2 separate regions of the Mus musculus genome follow, and region 1 is linked to region 2. A link is a contact called in public Hi-C data. All regions are on one chromosome and are shown on one strand. The core of a region is the stretch at or near the end of the contact, and the rest is flanking DNA. Distances in the headings are between cores, read along the strand shown.

The links. Hi-C and Micro-C count contacts between places; a contact is called where the count stands out from the background.
Region 1: a Hi-C map of pancreatic cancer cells shows a contact between it and region 2, with 4 times the contacts expected there. The contact joins the enhancer-like site here to the promoter of Dkk2 in region 2. A contact is called at or near these places in 6 of 39 promoter capture datasets (the 3T3-L1 cell line, 3T3-L1-derived adipocytes, embryonic stem cells and 3 more), 8 of 484 Hi-C or Micro-C datasets (bone marrow-derived macrophages, embryonic fibroblasts, liver and 3 more), 2 of 115 datasets of contacts at active chromatin or transcription factors (bone marrow-derived macrophages and pancreatic cancer cells) and 1 of 9 other capture datasets (macrophages).

Annotation. Positions count from the first base shown.
Region 1 is chr3:132,209,644-132,215,713 of GRCm38.p6, forward strand. No RefSeq gene overlaps it. Among named protein-coding and RNA genes, the nearest start is that of Dkk2, 130 kb to the left of the region's middle. Within about 2 kb of position 1,833, at least 29 of the 459 cell types and tissues checked have an H3K27ac peak or open chromatin away from gene starts, as enhancers often do. A contact at or near this core is called in pancreatic cancer cells, where this site is marked.
Region 2 is chr3:132,081,406-132,088,364 of GRCm38.p6, forward strand. Dkk2 (dickkopf WNT signaling pathway inhibitor 2) reads left to right here and starts at 3,887. Exons shown (of 4, transcript NM_020265.4): 1 at 3,887-4,849. The coding sequence starts at 4,628. Gm22421 (a small nuclear RNA gene) reads right to left here and starts at 987; the gene lies at 881-987.

The DNA of each region.
Region 1 (6,070 bases), core at 583-3,082, 130 kb after region 2:
GCCATGAATTTGACAGGGAATCATGGGGAAAGGGAGGGACTAGAAGGAGAATGGGGAAGGAGGAAAGATATATTTTAATTAAAAATTAAAAGTATGTATGTTATTTTTAGTAATATTTTATTATTCCTTCATTAATTTCATACAAGCCCTTTTGATTATATCCATCTCTTTCCGACTTGCTCAGATACACCCTCACATCTCTCCTCAGTCAGCTTCCAATCTTTATCTTTGTTTCTTCCCTTGAGTTCAGTGTGTGCTACCCAATTACTCTTGGGTGAAGGGTTTAGGTTGGAGTGTGTTCTGCCTACTGAGAGTCACACCAATATACAAAAATGACTGTCCCTTTCGCAGATAGAGAGACCCTGTCCTCATCCTAAAAACAAACAGTCATGCATTTTCTTTTTAAAAAATATTATTTATTTTTATTTATATGAGTACACTGTAGCTATCTTCAGACACACACCAGAAGAGGGCATCGGATCCCATTACAGATGGTTGTGAGCCACCATGTGGTTGCTGGGAATTGAACTCAAGCCCTCTGGAAGAGCACTCAGTGCTCTTAACTGCTGAGCCATCTCTCTCCAGTCGTCAGTCATGCATTTTCAAAAGGGGTGTTTTAGAAACTGCAAGGTTGTTAAATAAACTTTTTGATACACAAAGCACACTACTACATTATGAGTTATTGACCAAAGAGTTTCATGAAATTCCCAAAACCATATAGGCAATCTCTACTAATTACTGATTGCATGCCAGATCTGGATGATAAATCCATACTGAGAAAACACCCCTTGCTTTTTCTATAAGACATAGGGAAATCAGCCCTGGATGGAGCTGACCAGCGCCCTCTCTGTGGCCTAGTTTCATTCTGTAGGCACTGTGCAGATTTCTGGAGATAATTTTTCACTGGCAATCCTGCTTGGCTATGAACACCATGTACTACACTACCAAAAGACAAGGCAAGCTGTGCCTAATGATGTAACATGCCATGATTGTTATGTGTGCAACTTTCCACTTGAATTTAAGGCCCATTCCACGGAAAGAATTATATCTAATACGATAAGCCAGGAAAAGATCTGTGACTTGTGAGATCAGAGGCTCTTGTAAGGAAATGTCTGCTATTGTTTAGTGACTGCCAAAAATGTAGGTTTTATTAGCTAAACTAAGTATGTATACATACATACATACTTATATACATACATACATACATGCATACATACACATATATACATACACACACATATATACACATACATACTTATATACACATACACACACACACACACACACACACACACACACACACACACACACACACATACACACACACACATTCATGCTGTGGTCCAAGTAGTTTAACATTGGCTGTCTCCTGATAGAAAGCCAAGGAGGATCTGATAGTTGTTCAGTCCTCATGGATGTCTCAGTATTCCCAATTTGGTGGGAAGTCTTAGAGAGCTGCAAGTTTTTGGTCTGTATGGAGTCCTGAAAATGTAAGTTTGAACATCAGCAAAGGGGTTTCTCAGGAACAGGATAGATGATCTTTCCAGTGAGAATGAAGGCAAGCAGGCAAAAAATGAAAATGTCCCTTCTTCCATGTCCTTTTATGAGGACTGCTTCCAGAAGCTGTGGCCAAGATTCAAGGATGGACTTCTGACCTCAGATGATCCAGATTTAGGGTGTCTCAAATAGTCCAATCGAGAAAAATAAAATCAGTCACAGTTGTGCCCAGCTGCTTGGATCTTAGTTAAGGCAGGATGTAGACAAGTTGACAACGAAGGTTATCCATCACATGAGTCATCACCCGTACTAGGACAAGCTTGTCAGTGATGCAGCTGCCTTTGAGTCACACATGCTCCCGTAAGGGACCCTCCCTTCCCTATCTGCACTTTGTAACTAGTACGAATAAACTCACTGCTTCAACAAGCTTGACTTGGGTTGAATTATTTACTTAGTCTCTCCTTGGATGACAGTCTGGGATGACTAAGTTTGTTCACATGAACCCAGTGAAAGTCACACAGTAAACCTCAGGCCATGAGCCTGAATAAACCCTTTCTCTGTCAAGTTCTTCTTGTTAGATATTTTGTCACAGTGACAAGAAAATAAAGTCAGTAAGGAAATGGGGACTAGAAAAGGAACAGACATTGCAAAGACAGCAAATGACAGGAATTAGCATATAACTTTTAATAGTCCCTGAATATAATTGGTTTTAAGTCTTCAATGCAAATACACAGACTAGTTGATCTTATTTTATATATATATATATGTGTGTGTGTGTGTGTGTGTGTGTGTGTGTGTGTGTGTATGTGTGTGCTATATATGCACATACATTATATACATGTATACACACATATACGTATATACATGTTACATATAATGAGTATTATATATGTTATACATATATATCTGTATATATGTACATGTATATCTGTATATATATACATGTACATATATGCAAATATACATTTATACACATATACAAGTATATGCATATATAATCTGAATTATATATGAGTTGTCTGCAAGCAAATATACTTCACTGGCAAAAATAAATCTGAAAAATTTGAGACCCCCACAAAAATAAAGAAAAAAAAACAAGTCTAATTTATATGTGTACCAGCCCCACCAGTGTGAAGTCAAACATTCTTCTGAAGTGGAGAGTGAGGATTAACAATAGGAAAGACAGAAAGAAGATGCAAGAGACAGATGTAGGAGGGCTGTAGGTCAATACCACACCAGCAGTGATATATTTTTTATAGCCTTTTTATATTACACAGTACAATGGGAAGTAAAGCATTAAACTAACAGAAGTGATGCTGAAGAATACATATAAGACATTTGGTCCAACACAAAAGCTTCCCTATTCCTTCCACTAAGGTCAATACAATCTTCATCTCCTTGCCTTGAGCCTCAAGTATACCCCCTCTTATCATTCCATGCCTCAGTAGGTCAGAAAATCTGCCAATAGACCGTGACCCACCTTGACTCTCCTTTAGCAGGCAGACTTTTCTCTTTTTTTCCCTCTGCTTTAGAGAAACAGCAAATGGCTCCAAACATATATACTCACTGGAGCATGACTAGACTCTCAGTGGCCTGCCCCTTACATAAAACTGAGTCATTCCCCACCCCCACACCCTGCCAGAAGCCATCAATCGTGGAGAACATCCCTATCACACCTTTCTTTTCTTTTTTTTCTTTTTTAAGATTTAATTCTTTTATTTATTTATTTATTTATTTATTTATTTATTTATTATATGTGAGTTGTAGCTGTCTTCAGACACTCCAGAAGAGGGAGTCAGATCTCATTACGGATGGTTGTGAGCCACCATGTGGTTGCTGGGATTTGAACTCAGGACCTTCGGAAGAACAGTCGGGTGCTCTTACCCACTGAGCCATCTCTCCAGCCCCACCCTTTTCTTTGATGGCTTCTGTTTAGGTTGTTACTTGGGGGGGGGGCGTTCTGTAGGAGTTGTCACAGAAGCCTTCCATGTCTCTTTTTCCAAAGTACATATCCGAAATCATCCCTATCACAGAAAAAGTAGTGTTCTTGCATCTTAGTGTCAGTAAGAGCACAGATCACGAATACAGAACATCCACATGGTTTATCATCATAGCACAGACAATGAGCACAGTCCCTGACTGCAACAGGACCACAGACCAAGTCAAGGCTGTCAGGGGGAACCTGGACCATGAACATCACCATAGCCTTCCTTAGGTGGCAATGCAGATCTCTCACATCAATATGGCGTCCAGCAGAAGTATAGCCCACATACATTTGTATGACCTTCATTGGACATCAACACAGATTCCAGTTTCAGTAGTACTTCAAACCTAGACATGGCCCTCAGGGGCAGCAGGAATCCTGACATCACTGTGGCTTCAGGTGACTTCCCAGGACTCTCACTCAGATCAGTGTCCCTCCCCTATCCCCACCCTGTGAAAACATGGCCCCTGGACATCTACATGGTTTCAGGTGGTAGACCCTAGTTGCAATAGGACCTCAAACCCAGACATGGCCCTCAGAGGGAGCATGGATCCCTATGGCCTCAGGTGGCAATGCAGGTCACTCAAATCAGCCTGGTTCTCACCATTGTAGTTGTATCTCCAGTTCTGCCTCTCACCAGAGTTCATATTCTGTTCCATGTTTCTATCTCTGTATTACATATTTGTTCATCTTAGTGGTGCCCACCAGCCCCATACGATGAGGTAGTATGGCCTTGAATATCTATGAAATCTTAAGGGTTGTTGATCATTTCACCAGCCTTAGAAGGGGAGCCATTAGGCAGTGTGAGGAATACCACTAATGACAATCCAGAGCAACTTCAAGTCCCATGTTCTCTTACTTCTAGAGTCCTAGGATGCACTTCCTTTTTTTTCTAAGACTTTTTTCGTTACATCTTAACTAAGGACTTGTATTAGCTATTGCTGTTGTTGTTGGGACACAAAATCTGATGTAATCAGTGCAAAGTGGGCAGGGTTTATGCTGGCTTATAATTTGCAGGGTAATAGGTCACCACGGTAGGAATCTTTACCTTTCTCATCTCTTACAGACAGCGGAGGGACTAGAAGCACATCTGGGCTGTAAATGATAAGTTCTGTCTCCTGGTAGCAATTGTCACCCAGGTAGCTCAGGTAGGGTCCACTTCTTAAAAGTTCCACAGCTTATCAAAATAGCATCACCATTTGGGGACCAGGCATTCAGATGAATTTATAGGGGAAATACCACATAAAAGGTATACCAGGAATCCCTATTTTACCTGTTATTCACTTAAGAGCATCAGTTGTAGCTAAATATATACAGACCCATGTTTTCCTGTCACATTGGAAGCCCAAAGTGATATAGGATTATGGAATATTTGAAATTAGCTGCTGTGAATTGGAGCACTTTTTAATTTTTAAAAAATGCACAGTAGACTTTGAATATGTAGTATGAAAAACAGAACATAAAATGTCTTATTAGTGTCTTTAAATATTAAATATTTACAGTGATGTTTTTGAGTTTTCAGCTAAATAAAATGTGTTATTAATACAAACTACTTTCTTAAGTTTTCAAGTATATGTATTAAGATATTTAAATTTATCTATGAAGAATACACAATTTTTATGACAGTGCTGTTAAGAAAGGTACATTTCCAAACACAATCCGAGTCCTTACTACTGATCTGCAAAGCACTTAGATTGCCAAATAGAAGTGTTAATGTCTTTGATTCTGAACAGGAAGCAGGTAAAATAATAAAAATAGGAGAAGATGTTCAGTGTGTGATCAATAATATACTTTGTGACTGCAGAAGGTTATTTGTTTCAAAGTCTTGGAGTTAAAAATGTGGTACCCCCAAATAAGATTCTTGGTAGTTGAGAACAGACTATTTTTCAAGTTTGTTCTTAGATAATTTCTCCTGTCTTTCCAATCACATTCCTGTACTACTTTCCATAATATATTTTTCAGTTCTTTTAGCCTTTACTTCTGAAGTTTCCAGTGTCATGGTAGTTTTATGTTAAATACATCTATATGCTTACTAGATGATGTTCAACTTTGCAGATGCAGTTCATCTTAAACCGCAAACATGGTCATGGGCAGTCTTCCTTTCAGGCACTGTGAACCACTAACCTCAGCCATAGCCCTCACTCCTAATATCTAGAACATGACTCTCATTAGTGACGTTCTTAAGACTACCCACTGCCACTTTTGCCTGCAGAGAAAGCACTTAAGTGGGTTAAAGGAAAACTTGACTTCTTAGTAGTTTGTAATGGGGCTGCGAATCAAACAACTCGAGGTTTTAATTGCGGTCTTGCCATGTTCTAACAGTGCAACAATGAATTTGTCACTCTTCTCAAGCTAATTTTCCTGTTTGGCGAAGATGGGGAATACCAACAGCATTGACCACAAAAAGTTGTTGAAAGGAAAAAGGAAAATAATTCAAATGCCTGACATTTACTAAATGCATGATAAATGTATTATTTACAATTATAACTAGGAGACAAAATAGTTATTTCCAAATAGCAGTCATATATTTTACAGAAGTTAAACACTGCAGAAAAAACACAAGAAAATAAAAATTAGCCCAACCATTCA
Region 2 (6,959 bases), core at 2,637-5,136:
ATGTATTTAATCATCTTTATTTCTACAATTGCCTGACCTCACCAGCTTGGAAGTTGTAGCTAACCTAGAAGAGACTGAATTCAGAGATTTGAAAAATTCAGCAGTGGGGGGAAGAGAAAAGGGCTTGGGATAGCTACTCCTGGTGGGCTGGAGGTGGATGTCTGTGAGCCAAGAGTTTGACAGTGGGATGTAAGCTTCATCAAGGCCATGGTCTCTATCCACTCACTTCTGTTCACAGGGTCCCACACTTACTAACTGTGCAGCAATTTCAGGAGATACTAATCCAGGAGGCATGATGATGGAGTGACTTAGTAAGGAACTGTAAATGAGAATATAAAGGGTAAATCCTGTTTTAGGGTTAAGTATTATAAGGAAATCTAGTTTTGGAACAACTGCTGAGAAAGTGGTTTCTTTTTAATGGGGCCAACATGGCCCAGAGCTAGAGGAAGAGAGAGGGGAGGGAATGTCCAGCCAAAGAATGAAGTGTCCACACACTTCCTTCTGAACAGAAGAGATTTGACTTGACTTATGCACAATCTTCTATTTATGCATCTGTTCTCTAATTATGTTATTGCCAGATATCTAGAAACCAATCCTCCCAAGTAAAATACGAAGGTGCGTCTTCCTGTTTAAGTAAGCACACAAGGAGGAAACGTGTGGACTCATGATGGCAGCCCAAGGCATGTGATTATTCAGTTATTGATTTTGCATCTCCTTGTATGTTTACTATATGTGACTATCAAATAACTGTATAGATAATATTTGGGTTATCAATGAAAACAGTTTTCACTCCCTTTTTAGTCTAAGATGTGGTTGTTTATATTTAATTGTTTGATCCCATACATTTGATTTTGCTTAATGCACAAGGATATTTTTTTATATAAATATGGAACGCTTCACGAATTTGTGTGTCATCCTTGCGCAGGTACCATGCTAATCTTCTCTGTATCGTTCCAATTTTAGTATATGTACTGCCGAAGCGATCACAAGGATATTTTTAAAAGAAAAATTTATGTGAATATTTTTCTTTTGAGGCAGAGTCTCACTGTATATCCTTGGCAGGCCTGGAACTCACAACGATCACCTACCTCTGTTTCCTGAGTGCTTGTGCCACCATGCCTAGTGTGAACTTGAATGCCTAGTGTAAACTATATGTTTAATTTATTCATAGAGTTTGTACAGTTCTGTGTTGGCTTCAAAAAGGATTCCTTATTATGGCCCTCATGGATTTGTACAGGAAGTACATTGTGATTGAAATTAATTTTCTGATCATATTGCATTTTCTTTTGCTATAAAATACTTGTCAGGGGTGGGTCAGCTATTAAAGACCCTTTTGTGTAAGTCTGATGACCAAAGTCCAAATCACTGTAGACTGAGTCAACTCCATAACCCCTCTGACCTCTGCATGGGCCATACCAGACACACACCTCTCATACATGCACTAATAAGAAATCAAAGTTGCAAAAATGGTAAGATATTCTTTAAAATATCCCAATTAGCACATTTCTAACTTAATTTCCTGAATTTTTGTAATGTTTCTGATTGATAAATCAAGTCTAAACAAAAGCAAAAAGACACTATCTGTAAAGACAAAGAACTTATTCACAATATACAGAACACTTTCCTCCTCCTCCCCACCCCCCCTGTGTTCCATTAGAACCTTCTTATCCTTAAACCATACAAATTTGTTCTTGAGTTGACAAGGCACACACACCTTTTGTTGCCTAAAATTATATGTCCATGTATGTTATTTATCATTGTAAAGACATTTGCCACGAGATCTTCCCCTTTAGGCAATGTTGGATGTTTATTTCATTATCATTTGCTCTAGACACGATGTGATTTAGCAAATGTCTAGGGTTTATTTATCATGATGTATGGTGACTTTGTGTCTATTGCTACAGTAATGTCCTACTCTTCCTTCCACCCAGCCCTTGATAACTGCCATCCTCATTATCTTAGATTTGTAGAACTGGCACATGTCACAGGAGTCTGTTCTTCAAGAGTCACCCATGTTATTCTTATGCATTTAAAAAGTGAAACAAGAGTGATGGCAGTTGTTTGGAATTTCAGCACTGAAGCACTGAGGAGGAGGAGGAGGAGGAGGAGATAGAAGAGGCAAGGGGGGGGAAAGGGGTGGAGACAGGAGGATTACTAGCTTGGAGCCTAAGTTTGGGCAATGTAACTAGTATATGTCCTCAAGAATAAATCAAAAAGTAAATCAATCGATCAATCAATCAATCAATCAATAATCAATCAGCACATTTGTTTTACTTTAAGGCAATAGGCCAATCTGGAGAAAACGTGTTTTTATTTTCTAGTTGGTTGTGTATTTAAAAAAAAAAAAAAACCTCAAGGCATTGTGTGCATTGTGTATATGAAAATTTCTGGACAGGCTGACTCACAGGTCAGGAAAGTGAATAACCGACTCTGCCCAGGACCTCCCAGCTCTTGATGCACACCTTAAGTCTTGGCGTGCTTGGTGGAAAATATTAACGTCCTTACCCTTACCCCCTTCCCCTTAGCGTTAAATTAGAGTCCTGGACAGGTTGGTATATGCCAGAATTAGGTGTGAAAGAGGAGACCTAAACCTCAAAATTCTAGAGTGTGCTACTGGAGTCAGTTCATCACAGCGGACGACCTCTGTCTGACTCCATTTTGGCTCAAGGACACTGCTAGGGATTGCATGACTGAACTGCTAAAGACACAAGCAGCAACCTTTGCTCCTGGTCTCCTGGGTGACCAAACCTCTCCTAACCCAGAGCTTGCTGGCAAAGCTTGTCTCCTGCAGTGTTTGTGCTCCTGGCTGATTGCTGCTACTGGCGCCCCCAAGTGCTGCAAGCCAGTCAGCGCGTCAGAGTGGTTCGCTCGGTGGCCCTCTGCCTCTGTGGAACAGTGCAGAGAACTCCGAGCCTCAAAGACTGACTTGAAAGGCTAGCCAAGGCCTCCGGGCGGGGGAGGGGTGGGAGTGGGGGTGGGGGAACGAGCGGGGCAGCGCTCAAGAGGCAGGACCAGAAGTTTCTGGCCCACTTCACCACCCACCCGGTTCCCCATCAGGCTTTTTATTCTTGCCTGGGATTTCCTCTTTGCAGAGGACGCGTTGGCACCCTAAAAGTGCCTCATCAAGCCTTGAGGTAGCACAAGTCGGGTCATTATCCCCTTCCTCACTCCTTGTTTGGATTAAAGTGTAATGTGTATATCGGGTTGGGCGAGGGATGAGGAAAACAGAAAGATTCAAGCACTTCAACGGGGGAAGAATGGTCCCTTATTCCCCCTCCTCTTTCTTTGGTCTTTTCGCCCCTCTTCCTTTAGTCCTCTTGCCTCCCCCTTTGTTCATCTCCCCCCCCCTATTCGAAGCGGAACCCCATAAAGCACCTACAGCCAGACAGTCTCACACAGCACATTAACCGAGAGGCTCAGGCTAAAATCTAACTGGGCTGTACACAGTCCACCAAGTTAACTTGCAGATGTTCTCCAGAGCTTTTCCAGCGCTCCTAGCTGGAGGCTGAAGCTGGGTGGGAGAAGTAAGAAGCCATGGTTAGTGGCAGTCACCACAAATAGGGACAACTTTTCCTCTTCATTTCTGCCTGTTTCCAAACTCCCATTCACTCTCGGAGCTGTGATCGTCCAGGAAGAGCTTTCCCGTGTTCTTCTGGAGGTGAACCCCAAGTTTTTAGTTGTAGAGTGAAGGAGGGATGGGAGGGTAGGAAAGGTGAGAGGCAGGAGAGACAGCCTCAGAAAGAGCGCCTGCTGGGGGAAGGGGAGGCAAGCGGGAGCGTGGGGTGGGGGAGAGAAACGTTTTCACTCTTTGTCACTCTTGAATTGGGGGCGGAGGAAAACCCACTGAGGAAAGCTATAAAAAGCTAAGAGGGCGGGGGAGAGCAGCAAGAGAGCACTGGCCCTCCGCGCAGCGCATCACTGCTTCGCTGGCAGGGCTTAGTGGCCCCGTGTGAACCAAGGGACAACTCCTAACCGCACCAGTGGGAGTGCGCTTGCTGGGACCTCCGCTCGCCTCAGCTCTCCAGAGTCCGGTGGAGGGGTTGGGGGAGACTCTGATCACCAGTCACAAACCCCGCGGACCTGGAAAAGAGGGACTTGAGTGGTGCAAAGGTTGAGAGCTAAAGCACAGGAGAGGACAGAGGAGCAGAGGAGCCGGGGGAAACAAGAGAAAAGAAAGGAAGAAAAAGAAAAAGAAGCAGCAGCTGGGGAGAACCCTGTGCGCGGTTAAGGGAGGATTCCATCACCGCGGAAAATCGTGCAAAAGCGCAAAGGTGCTGAACACCAAACGAAGCCGGCAGGGCGATCTGCAGGGCTGGGTCTAACAGCACCTTGGGTCACGCCTCCTTGGCGAGAAGGCGTCTGGCCTTTGATTGCTTCCAGGGACTGCAGAACTTCCTGCCCGTCAGAGGAGCGGGTCTCGCTGGGGTCGCGTTTGCTCCAGGCTTGAGGCTTGAGACTAAGTTCTTAAGAGTCCCGAGTGTCTGATCCAGGAAGGGTTGGGGGAACTGTGTCTGTGAGGAGCCCACGCGCCCCACGTGAGGGGTTGAGTGTCGGCGGGCGTCCTCACTCCCCTGGCATTCCCATCTTTTCAGGGCTCCACCCAACTCCGGGAACCCCTTACCCGGAGATGGCCGCGCTGATGCGGGTCAAGGATTCATCCCGCTGCCTTCTCCTACTGGCCGCGGTGCTGATGGTGGAGAGCTCACAGCTAGGCAGCTCGCGGGCCAAACTCAACTCCATCAAGTCCTCTCTAGGAGGGGAGACTCCTGCTCAGTCAGCCAACCGATCTGCAGGCATGAACCAAGGACTGGCTTTCGGCGGCAGTAAGAAGGGCAAAAGCCTGGGGCAGGTAGGAAACCCCCCCAAACACACTCTTCAGCCAGGAGAGGTAGGGATCAGAGCTTTTGCATCTGCAGCTTGCCTTTGAGCCCTGCAAAAGTCAAAGCCTTGCCCAAGCCAGGTGTGGCGCTTCTGGCTATTTGGGAGGGGGTTGCTGAAGCTGGGTCTGCAGGGGTACCAGGACTTGGGTGTTTTGCTGGTCGCTGGGATGCTGGGTTACAGCGGGAGGTTTAGAGTTCTGTCTCATCTTTGTGTTGAGACATGAGTACTTTTAAAGATCTAGTGCGTTTCTTTGGCAAAGGGGCCAGAATGGTCCTTCCATCCAACAGGAGGCTGCAATGGATGTGAACAGGAGCTGACATAGCAAATGGGATGTGCTAGCCTTGATTCTAAGTGTTCACTTATTTAATCTTCACAACTCTGGAAGATAGGACCTGTTGACTTCAAATGAAAAGTTTGTGTATGCTCCAAACTCATAACTGGTATAAGTGACAGCGCGGGATGTCACAGTGCAGTGAAAATTTGGATCTCAGGCACCCAAAACATTTTACAATGGCGAGAAGGGGATTTGCTCTCTTTTGCACTTTCTCTGCCAAACTCTCAGCACTGGCAGGCAAGATCCGCAGTAGACTTGCATTTCTCACTCAAATAGAACTGCGAATAAATCAATTGGCAGGAAGAAAATAATGAGGTGACAATGACAGTTTCTTAAGTGCCTGCAAAGCAGCAGGGATACCAAAGCCGATTTTGAGAGAGGGTATTTCCCACGTGCGTCTTGATGTCGGTCACATAGGCAGATAGGTGGACGGTCCTTTACAAAGGGTTACACAGACACCCAGAGCGGACTGAAGCAAAGCGCGCGCGCGCACTGGGTACCAAGTGTGGTCCATGCGCGGTGGCCAGAAGAGGGGGCTCTGTGGGCACTGGGAACCACCGCAGCTCCACCTTCTGCTTCTTTTGTGGGAAGCCCAAATCGAATACCAGTTTGCCAAAACAGCACATACACCTCTCACACGTGTCAACTACAGACAGAGTTCCACGCTCCGCAGATGCAGTTTCTGGTTCGCTCAGAGTTGAGGCTGCCCCCGCTTTCAGCACGCTGTCGTCAGCTATAGCTAGCTGCCCACAGCCCAGGAGGCAGAGGGAAGGCTGGCAGAGAAGGCTGGACAGCCAGAAAAGACTCAGGCCTGAGCCTGGCCCCCTACTGCCCTCTCATGGCCTGAGTGCCTGGTGTGTGTGTGTGTGTGTGTGTGTGTGTGTGTGTGTGTGTGTGTGTGTGTGTGTGCGCGCGCGCGCGCGCATGTGTGCTCCTGCGCTGCTTTTGCAATTTGAAAATGCTTCCCAGTGTTTTGAAATATCAAAAATGTCAGCTATTTCTTTAAAGGACTGCAAAGGCTTCAATCCCAGGACTTTAAAAGAGTTAAAGGAAAATAAGAAGCTATATATATGTGTACACGTGTACACACACACATACATACATACATACATACATACATAATTTTTGCATATTCTACCTCTCTCCCACACCTCCACACCAACATAGCCACCTATCTTACCATTTCTTTTTCCTTGGGAGACACCCAAACATTTTCAAGAGCAATTAACCTAACCTTCTCCTTGAGGTCCATCAGGAGCTGGGGCCCTTCGCTGACAGGACATTTACAGATAATCTACCGCAGCACGCTCACTTCTCACTTCATGTTTTTAGTTACAGAGAGCTGTAGTTCTAAGGAAAGAAAACTCACCAGTCTCTCCAGGCCCTCTCTGTCTAACCAGTGCATATTCCTGGACTCTCTGCAACGTGCCCTTACTTCTGGCGTCACCAAGAACCCTTATTCCTAAAGTTCTTCTGTCAAGCCACCAGTTCTACTAGCAGCCAGGAGGGCCTTACAGAGTGGACTAAAGAACTTATCTCCAAATTTAACTTACCTTTAATGTTTTGCTAACACACCCTTAGACAGATAGCCATGGATTATCTTTGCCGTCCCTCAAAAAACTCCTTAATTATGTTGTGTGTATGTGTTTTTTTTTTTAAAGAGTTTGCAACTTAGTCACTTCAACTCCTCAAATTGAATATGTAAATATTTACTTTAAAAGTAAATTGAATTCATGATATGCCC